2 separate regions of the Gossypium hirsutum genome follow, and region 1 is linked to region 2. The links are chromatin contacts, called in public Hi-C maps. All regions are on one chromosome and are shown on one strand. Each heading gives the region's core, a stretch centred on a gene start, on an enhancer-like site or on the middle of the called end of the contact. The rest is flanking DNA. Distances are from core to core; before and after follow the strand shown. Region 1 holds the start of LOC107901564 (transcription factor MYB3R-4). Region 2 has its middle 74 kb from the start of LOC107901557.

Region 1 (6,340 bases), core at 977-3,476, 470 kb after region 2:
TTTTTATAAAGCTTAATTCATTTTAATATTTATTTATAATAATAAAAGGGGACATTTTGAAAAAAAAAAAGTTCAAATATGACAAATTTATTGTAACAAAATGAGTATTATTTATCTCGCATTTCAACTATATTTGTTGTCGGTGCTGTTAGGATTTCGTGGCTATAATTACATATCACGAAAAGTGAATCAAGAATTTACTTTTAGATTTACCTTTTAATTACGGTCAAATTTTCCTTTAGTCCCTGTATATTGGTAAAGTCTAAATTTAATCCTTAACTTAAAAAAGTTTAAAAATTAAATTCTTTTATTTTTCGATTTAAATATTTTACTCCACAATTAGAATTTTCCTTCACAATTTGTTTACTATCGCATATGCTTATTGAGTTCATAATAATTTGATTTTAAATTTAATAAGATTGTATGGGTATATTAATACTAAATTTTAACAGAAAATAATAACAATGTCAACAATTAAATTATGATTTTTAAATTTAGAAGTAAGACACTTAGGTTGGTGTGATTTAAGAATTTCTTTTAAAATTTTCAATTAAATATATTTTTTTAATGTTTCATTTTTCATTTGTCAAGAGAATGAGAATGAAAATGAAAATAAGCTTCTTTTTTTTTGAAAATAAATATACTTTTTTAAAATAATTTATAAGTAAATTATAGGTTGAAATCACAAATACAAGAAAACCACAGTTAATACATATCCGAGTAATTAATTTAGTATAAACTATAAAGCACAACTAAATTAAAAATAAAAAACTATAATTAGAATCAACTTAGTACGAAAAAAACGAGTGGACTAAATTCAACTCAAAAGTAAAATAAATTCAACTTAAAACCTCTACCTTACATGTAATCCAACTCCTCCCTAACAAATCAAACATGCCTTTAATTTTATATGTTAAAAAAATTAATTAAGTTCCTATAGTAAATTTGCATCTAATTAAGTTCTTGTCATTATCAAAGCATCATTCTTGACGTTAATGGTTTTGTCGTTGACTATGTTAACCATTGAAAAATAAATTGAAGGACCAATCACATGGTGACACATGATAGCTTTTGATTTGATCTAATATTATTTCATTAAAATTATTAAAATTTATAAAAACTTATAAATATTAAAAATATATAAAAATCTAATAAATTATAAAATATATAAAATTAATAAAACTTATTTAAAATATATAAATTTAAAAAAAAATAAAATTCTTAAAAACTAATAAAAAATTGTAAAAAAGTATTAAAAATATTAAAATTGATATAAACTTATAAAAATTATATAAAAAAATAATACAAACTTGAATTGGAGTGGTTAGCCCGAAATTGGCAACGATAACGGTTCAGGGAAAGCCATTAGACCGATTGACTAGGGAATCAAACGATTGAACCGATTTTTTTATTTTTTTAATATTTTTATCAAACCAAAATTTTATTATTCAACTATTAGCATATGTTAGAATAGCCAAGGTTTTCAGAAGTCATTGGTTTGCAAGTTCTACTGATTTATCCAATTCAATTAAATAAAACATTAAAAAAAGAGTAAAAAACAAATAGTTCAATCTGTTCCATGTTAGCAGCTTTAGTGGCTTTCTTCGGACAGATACCCTTATCGATTTCAGTCTAATCAATCCAACCAACTGATCTGGCCTAGTTTTTATGATTTTCTAATAACTTTTATAAGTTTATATCAGTTTTAATATTTTTTATAATTTTTATTATTTTTATAGAATTTTAATATGTTTTTATAAAATTTTAAACATTTTAACTATGTTTTATCAATTTTATAATTTTTTTATAATTTATTAGAATTTTTATATTTTTATAATATTTACAATTTTTTATAAGTTCATATAGATTTTTATATTTTTTAAAATATTTAATAAATTTATTTTTTTGTGATTTTTATAATAATTTTAATGATTCTTTAATCATTTTTATAAAAAAATTAGATTAAACAAGAAGTTATTACACGTCACTATGGTTGTCCGTTAATTTTATTTTAGCAATCAACTTGGTCAATGATAGAAGGAGGAGTTTAATTGATTTTTTTTTTTATTTTCTTAAGGTTTTTTTTTTTTACATATAAGCTATTTTAAAGTTTTCAAACATAAGGATTAAATATAAAAACTTTATTTATATACAGGGACTGGAAGCAAATTTAACATTTAATTATTAGTTTCAAATAAAGAAGAACAAAAATGGTTGTTGAAATTTGGAAAAGAAAGAACGAAAAGAATAGAAGAGGTCGTACCAAAACGTTGACGACAGCGATTCCGACGTGGCCAAATCTGGACCGTCAAATCCGTAACAAGTCGATCTTAAACCATAGGGTTTGAAATACACCATTCGTCCGCCCCTTTATGTTTGAATATCTCTTTTGTACCGTTTCATCCTCTCTCTCGCAACGCTTCGCTTTGCCCTTTTTTTTTCGCATTTGCTTTTGCAGATCTAAAAAAAAAAAAAAACCTTCAATTTCTCTTCATAATCTTCGCTTTGAATCTGCTAAAGCGCTCCGTTTTTACTTCCCCTCTAGACCGGTTCTCCATTTCTCCGTTTTCGAAGCTCGGTTTGGTGCGTAGTACTTTCTTTTTCTTCTTTTAGGGTTTTTCTTTTTAAAATCTTATAAACTTGAAATGAATTCAATTGTTCTTGTTGTTCAAGTTAAATGTTGAATTTCCGAGTTGTTAGAAACTAATTTTGATTTTGGTCATGATCTAGGGTTTGAATTTTAGAGAATTTATTCTAAATTTCGATTTTTTAAAATTTTTTTGGTTAAATTACTCGAATTTCGTACAAAAAATTCAAATTCGTTGACGTCTGACTTTTTAGTTATAAGTATAAAAGTTATTCGTTTTTTTTTTCTTCTCTTTTATGTTAGTTTGTTCTGTAGTTAGGCGGGGAGGAACTTTCTAGTTAGGTTTGATTATAATGATTTTGAGAGCATATTGCGGACAGAAGTGTTGTAGAGTTGGGATTGGGGTATGCAGCTTTATTCATCTGTAAACAAACTATGGAAAGTGACATTAAAGTATCAACTCCTTCGGTTGGGCTCGGCAGCAGTGATGGTGCTCAGAGAATTCGACCTGTTCATGGGTATTTTTCTTTTAATAGCATAGTGATTCTTATTTTTAGTAACTCTTAACTTGAAAATTTTAATACCATTATTGATGTTCTTGGCTGTTCTTCCTCTCCCACTATAATGTTTTTTTATTCTTATGTTATTGTACAAGTTACAAGAAATTGATTGTTTTATATGCTGCTGAGTTTCTTGACATTGCTTCATTCTATAGGAGGACTAGTGGTCCTACAAGGCGATCTACAAAAGGACAATGGACTGCTGCAGAGGTATTATTATCTTGTTTTGTTATGTTTTTTCTATTCTGTTTCAAGTCTATACCTTTTTGTACCTTTTCCCTTTTTGTGTCATGTATTGTAGTATCCGTTCTAGTCCTGTGGCTCCTGCCCTTAAATATGATCTGTATTGGTGTCCATATATAGATGTGTGTATGTTTTGTGTGTCTATCAGTATATGTATGTATATATTCCTAAATGATTTTCAATTTGACAACATAATTAATGGCCCCCCAGGATGACATTCTGAGCAAAGCTGTTCAACGTTTTAAAGGAAAAAATTGGAAAAAGATAGGTATGATTTCGAATTGAAGTGGCATGATAACCCTTCGTGCTTCGATTTGCATGTTCTGATTGTAAGGCTGGTTCATCTGCAGCGGAGTGTTTCAAGGATAGGACTGATGTACAGTGCTTACATAGGTGGCAAAAGGTTTTGAACCCGGAACTTGTTAAAGGGCCATGGTCAAAAGAGGTGATTGATTTTACTTATTTCTTTCTTGCAATTCCTTGAAGTGTTTGTTCTTGACAAAACAGAATTTTTTCTTTATACTATTAGGACATTCTGAGCTTATTTTGTTAAATATAAGCAGGAGGATGAGCTGATTATTGAGTTGGTGAACAAATATGGGCCAAAAAAGTGGTCAACCATTGCTCAGCACTTACCTGGACGTATTGGAAAGCAATGCAGGGAAAGGTGTGATAGTGGAGCTGTTAATTTTGATAGTTTAACCCTACCTACATTTAGAACATTGGAGAAGGCCATGAAGAGGGGAATGTTGAACCTTGGAATGTGTCCTTTCCCAGGATGGATGAGAACAGCTGGGCAAAGCCTGGTTGCATTGGTTAATCCTGTTGAACTTAACAGTTTGCCAGGGGTTATCCTTCTTGGATATTATTGTAGACATCTCTTGGATTTTATGAAAGTATTTTGCTGTTGTAGTGCTCCCTTCTTTCTGCCTAAATTAAGAAAGAAAATGTGTTCCAGTTTTTACACTTGTGCTCATAGAACTAATTGCTTACGCAGGTGGCACAATCATCTCAATCCTTCCATAAACAGGGAGGCGTGGACTCAGGAAGAAGAGCTGGCTCTAGTCCGTGCTCATCAGATTTTTGGAAACAGATGGGCAGAGCTCACAAAGTTCTTGCCAGGAAGGTATGTTATTATCACTAAGGGAAGCTACACCTTTCCATCAATGATATGTTAAGGTTGCCTATTTTGCCTTTTATTCTTTTAACTACTGCTTCTCCCTATTCCTGCAAGTCATCCTCTCATGTTTGTCTTAACTCTATTGTTCTGTTAATTAAAAGCTAACATATTTTGTGCATTTGAACGTACCAATAACTTGCTTTATTTCCATCTTTGTACGGGAACAGGACAGACAATGCAATAAAAAATCACTGGAACAGTTCAGTAAAAAAGAAGTTGGATTCTTACATAGCATCTGGCCTTCTAGAACAACTTCAATTCCCGGTTCTTGCAAATCAAAGCCAGCCTATGCCTTCATCTTCTCTGAGGATGCAGAGCACTGTAGATGATAGTGGTGCCAAATGTAGGAAAGAATCAGAGGACATATCAGAATGCAGCCAAGAGTCAAATATGATTGGCTGCTCTCAATCAGCAAGTGATTTAGCTACTGCTGCTGTACATACAAGAGAGCAATTCCACTTGACTGAAATGCCTGGTGTGTCAAAAGAGAGGAATTCCAGTTCAGCACCTTGTTCAGAAGAATATTACCCATCTTTTGAAGATGTCAACTTCTCCATTCCAGAAATACCTTGTGAAGTAGGGTACTCTTCCAGTGGGGATTACCAGTTTGGTGGGCATATGTTGATAACCGATGATGAATGTTGTAGGGTCCTATTCTCGGAAGCAGTGAATGATGGGTGCTTTGCCTCTGAAAATTTTACACAGGGATCTAATATTGTTGAATTGGGTGGCTGCACAAACATATCTCTTTGTCAGCCTTCAGACATCCAACCATCTGAAACTGGAAAAACTCCAGCTTCACAATCTGGTCTTCCTTCAAGGTCTGAGGTATTACCAACCTCATGCTGTCAATCTTTCGCATCTCCTTCTCTTCTTTCAGTTGAGGATGGTACACTTATGTATGGCCAAGAGCAGAGTCAATTAAATTGTCAACCTTTTGGAACTCAAGAGCAAGAATTTACCATGAATGCACATGATGGCTTCATCTTTACTAATGATGATCATACAAATGATACTGACCTACAAGAGCAGACATACCTTGCAAAGGATTCTCAGAAGTTGGTTTCAGTTAATAGTATTGGTTCAGAGTTAAGTGCCATGCTAACTTGTCCTATTGCGGATGATAAGCGAAACTTGCCTGTAGAGGAAGATGTCAGAGGTCTATGTTACGAGCCTCCTCGATTTCCAAGCTTGGATGTCCCTTTTTTCAGCTGTGATCTTGTACCATCAGGCGGTAATATGCAGCAAGAATATAGCCCCCTTGGTATTCGCCAGCTGATGATGTCTTCTATGAACTGCATCTCTCCATTTAGGTTGTGGGATTCGCCATCTCGGGATGGCAGTCCAGATGCTGTGCTGAAAAGTGCTGCCAAAACTTTTACTGGGACACCATCCATATTGAAAAAGCGCCATCGTGACCTTTTATCACCTTTATCAGAAAGACGAAGGGAGAAAAAGCTGGAAATTGATATGACATCCAGTTTGACCAAAGACTTCTCTCGTTTGGATGTGATGTTTGATGAAAGTGTTACTGGCAATACATCTCAGGTGTCTCCATCTAAACGTAAAACCAATGCTAGAACCTCCATTGAAGAAAAAGAAAACGTGTATCAAGAATTTCATGGGTCACTAGACAATGGGGGAGAATACACTGAGCCAATAGATGATGAAGCTCAGAAGAAAGATTCTAATGGAACTAATTCCCCAGGAAACATAAAAAAGGAAGCCTGGGGAATTGATATCAAGGACAAAACTGATGCTCATGCTTCA
Region 2 (6,040 bases), core at 3,522-6,021:
CTTTAAAAGGGAAGTTCACTAATTCTTTGTTTAATTTTGGAACATTAAGGACAATGTTCGATTTAAGTGTAGGGGAGCCGAGTTGAGTCAATTTAGTTTACATGATCTTTTTTAGTTAATTTTTTAAAATTTTTTCATGTTTTATTTTATTGTTGATTTTCTTTTCTTTTCAATTTTGCATCATGCATGTAGTTTGAATGAAATCTTAACTCAATAAGATGCTGAAATATTTTTATATGCTCTTGAGGTTTGTAAATTTTTCGTAATGAATATTTTCTAAACTTGTATATTGAGTTTACATAGAATTTGTAACATTGGTTTATGTTGTTAGGATGTTTGTTAGAACTATAGATGCTCCATATGATTTAAATTCATTGTTCTTTTCTATTGATATGTTTTTATAATCAATTTAGAATTTTCTTGAGAATAATTTTGTTTGACGAATGCTTACAAAGAATGATCTAGGTGAAAATTTGAATTATTTTGAGCTTGAGTTGTGGACTATATATTGATGAATGTGCTTAATTGAATACTTTTGATAATGAGCATGAGAATTGTTTACCTTGCTATCTACTTTATGAGCCCTAAAATGATCTAATGGCCTGACTGAGTAACTAGGGGTAGGTGCTTGGTTTCCATTTACCTTCGTGTCAAAATGTTCGGTTTTTCCTAGTATACTCCGCTGCTGTAGATATGAGTAAAGTCAAAGGCTAACTAGGTTTGATTAACCGAGTAATTCAGGGTATGTGCTTAGGTCGTCATCGACACTCACATTCAAAGGTAATCGACCTAAATTTAAATAAATGGAAAATTTTAATTGTTATATTATTTGAATTATGCATTCATGTAATGCTAACTGATAAACCTTTGCGATGAAATTGGAAAAAATATTGGTTTGATACTTTGTGTTCAATTAAATTGTGAAATTTGGCGACCTAATCATTTTTGGAAGTACGATGAAGTTTGAAAATATTCTCTTGATTTTTTCTAACATCTCTTAAACATTGCATATTATTAGGGAAGACAACCACACACGAGCATGAAGACCTATTGTTTATAATTCTTCATAATTGTACAAATTATTATTACTATTATATTTTGTTTAGCATATAGGACTTCGATTGTATCCATGAAAATATGTTTATTTATTTCATTGGTATATGGTAATTTCAATTGTCAATTCAAGTTAAGCATTTCTTTAGGTTTCACATATGCATTTGCATTTTCCTTTGTATTAGTTTCATGCTTGAGGACAAGCATGATTTAACTTTGGGGGAGTTTGATAAGTGCGTAATTTTTCAATTATTTGTGATATTTTTCACCTTAAATTAAGTTATTTCTGTTCTTAATTATAGTATTTATACTTATATTTTATTTATTTTGCGGTTTGATTCAACCGTGTAGCTTTAGTATTTTGCCTATAACTTCAGTTAGAGACCTCTGTTTTGGACTCATAATATACAAATTCGAAGGGAATCACAATATATAACTAAGGCAATTTCACAGATGAATCCCACAAACATCAAGAAGACATCCAAAAATGGTTTAGAAGTTTAACGCAAAAATTGCCAAAATATCTTGAAATTTTCTATTTTATTTAATTAAGGGCACTTTTGTATTTTCTTCAATATAATAATTTTCCCTATAAATAGACATTATCAGGTTAAGATTAGGGGACTTAGACCTAGCCGTTCTTAGTTTTATCTTGTTTTCCTTATTTTATGGGGTTTTAGACTTGTCTTTCTAGTCAAAAGTTAATTGAAGTTTGATTCAATAAATTCGTGAGACTTAATTTGCACTTTAATTCTTCTTTATTCTTTGATATTCATGCATCTTTTGTTTTAATTACAATTGCTCAGGTTTATTAAATATGTAGTCATATTTGATAGTTTAGAACGCGTTCCTTTTCAATTAGGATAATTAAATTTGTAATTGTTTAAATTATTCTAATACTAGTGACGAATTACATAACTCATTTATGTTATAGTTTATGTTTATATGGTGTGGATGTGTGATTAAATGAACCCCATTGAGGTGAGTTTGTTGGTTAGAATTAGGTAACTCTAGTTCTAAATCTTGTTGATAAGTTAAATCTTAATTGTTGAGTTGTAAGGTTATTTATTGGTTAGGGAAGTAATTTCAAATGAGTTGTCTCTTGGTTACCGAATAAATAAAGAGAGATTGGTTGCCCGACATTGAGTCAACAACTAGAACTAATTTAAGGCATTGAAGTTATTCTTGCGTCGATAACCAAATCTATGAATCAAACAGAGATTTTACCTTTGGCTAGAGTTTCTTCATTTTTTATTTTATTTTATTTTATGATCTCTTTTTACTTTGCTTCATTTTAATTTTAGTTTTTAATTCTAATCCCCTTCATCTTTATTTTACTTGTGTATTAGAGAAATAAAATTATCATTGGTCTCTATGGATATGAATCTACTTGCTGCTATCTACTAATTTTTATATTTTTCAAGTAAGTTTTTATTTTTATAGGTCGACAGCCTAACATATTAATATATTAAATTTTTAATAATATTTTATGTATTGCTAGTTATAATTGTAAATATACATTTTAATATACTAAATTACACATAGTTATTGATATGATATCTTTTATTATAGTCTAAAATATAATTATAGTTATATATATATAATATTATTTCATTATATAATACTATATCACATGTTATAATAGTAGAGTAGTACATAATATTTTTAATTATTATCATATATTATTGTTTATTATTATACTAGTTAAAATATACTCTAAGTCCCTATATTTTTCATACATTTCAAAGTTGTCCCTCCTACTATATTACATAATATTATATCTTATAGTATATAATATATTAATAATTTATATATATGCATCAATGATTAAACATTATAATATTCAGTAATATTATTTCTTTTATTATATATAATAGAAGTACATTATATATTAATTATTAATTATTAATTATTATATTATTTGAAATATGTTCTAGGTCGCTATACTTTTCATAGATTTGAAAGTTAGCTCTGCTACTATGTCATGTAATACTATATCATATAGTATATAATATTATGTAATATAATAATAATTATATACTATAGATTTTAATAATTATTAATTTTATATATTTATTATACATATATAATCATAGTCGTAAAAATATTTTATATTAAACTAATATTTTTAATTTTTAACTTTATAATTTAACATAAAAATTACTATTAATTGCGGTTCCTATTAATAAAATTTTATTATAAATATGTCATGCATATGAATAAAATTTCATAAATAAAAAAATTATTATTTATTTTTTTAGTATTGAAATCTATATTAATTATTAATGTATATGGGTGTTTAATTATAAATTCGAGTTTTTCCGAACTTTGGGTTAAATTATTCTCAAGCTCAGGCCAAATTGGTCTCGAACTCGAATTCTTATAGACTCGGGTATTTCTTGAGCTCTGTTTTTGTTGGGCTAAGATTTTTTCAGGCTCGAGCTTTCTCAAACTCGGATTGACATGGACAGCCTTTCAAGTTCAAGCCTGTTTTACTAGCTCTTATTATGGATATATATTAGTAAGTCCAAAATGATACCACCCTTACTTGCTACTATTAAAGTAATGGTGTGGATTTCTTTTTACTATTATTCAATTACATAATCAATACCATGTGAAAATTCAATCAACCATGTTCAATCAATAACAAATATATGCGAACTAATGCTTACAACTATTTTTTTAAAAATGCGTCATCTCTTTATTGTCAATAATAAAAGGTATTATAAATTTGAATTTACTAATAATATTATAAAAATAGACTATCAAACTATGTTAAAAATAAAGTATATAAATTTACGGATAATATAAATTTTGGCCCTTGAACTTGGCAATTAGGTCTACTTAGGTACCTATATTTTTTTTGTCCACTTTGATCCTTGAACTTGGCAACTAGATCTATTTTTGTCCCTGAACTTGGGTTCTGTCAAGATTTGGTGATGTAACCAATGTTTCTAGAACATGATCAAAATAGACGAACCGAGAATTAAGCAATGCTCGAACAAAATGGTTGAACTGATTGATACGGAAACTGCTTGAAATTGGTAAAAATCAAAATCTAGGACAAAAATTGTCAATTGAACCAGTTTAATATATTTTTTTTGTTACTTTACGTTTTTATATTTTTATGAATTTTTAATTACTTATTTAATTTTTGTTGGTTTGTTGGTTGAATTAATCAAACTAGTTGAATTGGGAACCAATGGTCTGATTTGTGGTTGAATTGGGAACATGCTGAATTAGTTGTACCACATCATCATCTGAAAATTTATATAAAATTTATAAATTTTAAATTTTCATGTAATGATGTGGCACAATTTTAGAGTGCTACATCATCAAATTTTTATATTTTTCAAGTTTAGGGATCACAATGGATTTAACTGTTAAGTTCAAATGTCAAAGTGGATAAAGAAAGTATATCAATATAAACTAATTGCCAAATTTAAAGGAGAAAAATTATATTATCTCATAAATTTAATCCTAAATCATAACATAGAAAAGATCCTAAATTCATAATTAGAACGCACCTAAAATAAAAAACTAAGAACAAGCTCCGGTTCCGTGATGGAAAGACTAAAACCATGTCAGTTTATATAGCCATATGATCTTCGAAGCCCATGAAGACCTTTGATAAGTTGAACAGGCTAATTTGCATAGATACTTATTACATATAAAGCCCCAAATAATGTCTCCAACTGCCACCGCTTCACTTAAAAATGCAACTTCTATCAAGTGGATTTTGGTAGAGAGGGCTGAAAAAAGGTGGGTGTATTTAGATTGTCTCTCCCCAACATGATTGATTGGGCCATTTCATCGCTAAAGGCATCTAATTTGAATGAAATCAACAGTTTTGTCAATAATGTGTTTAAAATTTCTTATTGGACCTTTTATCAGAGTTTTAGCATGGGTTAGGCCTTTTGGGAGTTCTATTTTGTTGAAACTATGAGTCGTATAATGGGTATAGATTTACATGTATTTAAGTCTTTTTCTTTTTTCTTTTGAGATTCTGGCCCAACTAAGCTTTTGCGCGCCGCTAAATAAATATATAAAAGAAAATTTAATTGCATCATCCATCTCTAAATTATTATTTAATTTTTAAATTATACTAAATTTCATTGTCTCAATTGATTCATCAAATTATTAGTAGTTTAGACATTAAATGTTAACTTACATATGATATTGTACATATTTAAATGGATTAAATTTAAATATGTGTATACTTATCAGATGGACAACTTGAATTTAACGTGTTAAAACAAATTGTTCGTATAAATTTTATTTACGTCTTTTTTTCCTAATATGTTATTATTTATACAATATATACACACGTATTAAAAATTTGATCAACATATTTAAATATAGCCCACGTTAGATTCAAACTAACACTTAATATCCAACCTAATAACTTGTCCGAAGAACCTAACTAATATGAAACTAGAACTTTAAGCACTCAGCTAGAATGTAAAGCCATTTGGAGCAATTACCTCAAAATAAATTATGGAAACTAATTACTAAAAAAACTATGTGATTATAGAATTTGGTTGAAGCCAAAAAGTACATAATCATTATTTAATGGTAAATTAATTTATTTTAAAGATTAAAAACAAAGCTTAAAAAGCCTTAATAGTTGTATCCTTTTTGGGTTAGTTAAACAGTAGGAAGATGCATAAAGTTTTAGCCTTGTAGGTACTTTTTTGTTTTTTTTTGGAAGGTTGTAGGTACTTGCTTTTAGTTCCAATATGCTTTGCCCATCTTCTTACCTAAATTCTAAGCAAGTCTTTGCATGTGATAAAAGCAAACCAAAATGAACACGTTTGGTTGGACATCCATTTAAATTGATCAAATTTCATTGTAATCCTTCTACTACGTTGAAATTTCAGATTTAATCTCTTTAATCTGACATAATTTTATTTATCTATTTTTATAACGTTGCTAGTAAGTATACATTGAGAACATCGTTAGTTGTTACCGTTAAAGGGATTGTATG

What was found. A called contact is a pair of places that touch in the nucleus more often than the background predicts.
Region 1: a contact with region 2 is called in a Hi-C map of leaf, with 2.0 times the contacts expected there. The contact joins the promoter of LOC107901564 here to the enhancer-like site in region 2.

The regions. Positions count from the first base shown.
Region 1 is chrD06:21,957,812-21,964,151 of Gossypium_hirsutum_v2.1, forward strand. LOC107901564 (transcription factor MYB3R-4) reads left to right here and starts at 2,227. Exons shown (of 12, transcript XM_016827623.2): 1 at 2,227-2,583; 2 at 2,968-3,105; 3 at 3,303-3,357; 4 at 3,601-3,658; 5 at 3,741-3,835; 6 at 3,954-4,057; 7 at 4,388-4,516; 8 at 4,738-6,340. The coding sequence starts at 3,023.
Region 2 is chrD06:21,488,635-21,494,674 of Gossypium_hirsutum_v2.1, forward strand. No RefSeq gene overlaps it. Among protein-coding and RNA genes, the nearest start is that of LOC107901557, 74 kb to the left of the region's middle. Within about 2 kb of position 4,772, at least 3 of the 9 cell types and tissues checked have an H3K27ac peak or open chromatin away from gene starts, as enhancers often do. A contact at or near this core is called in leaf, where this site is marked.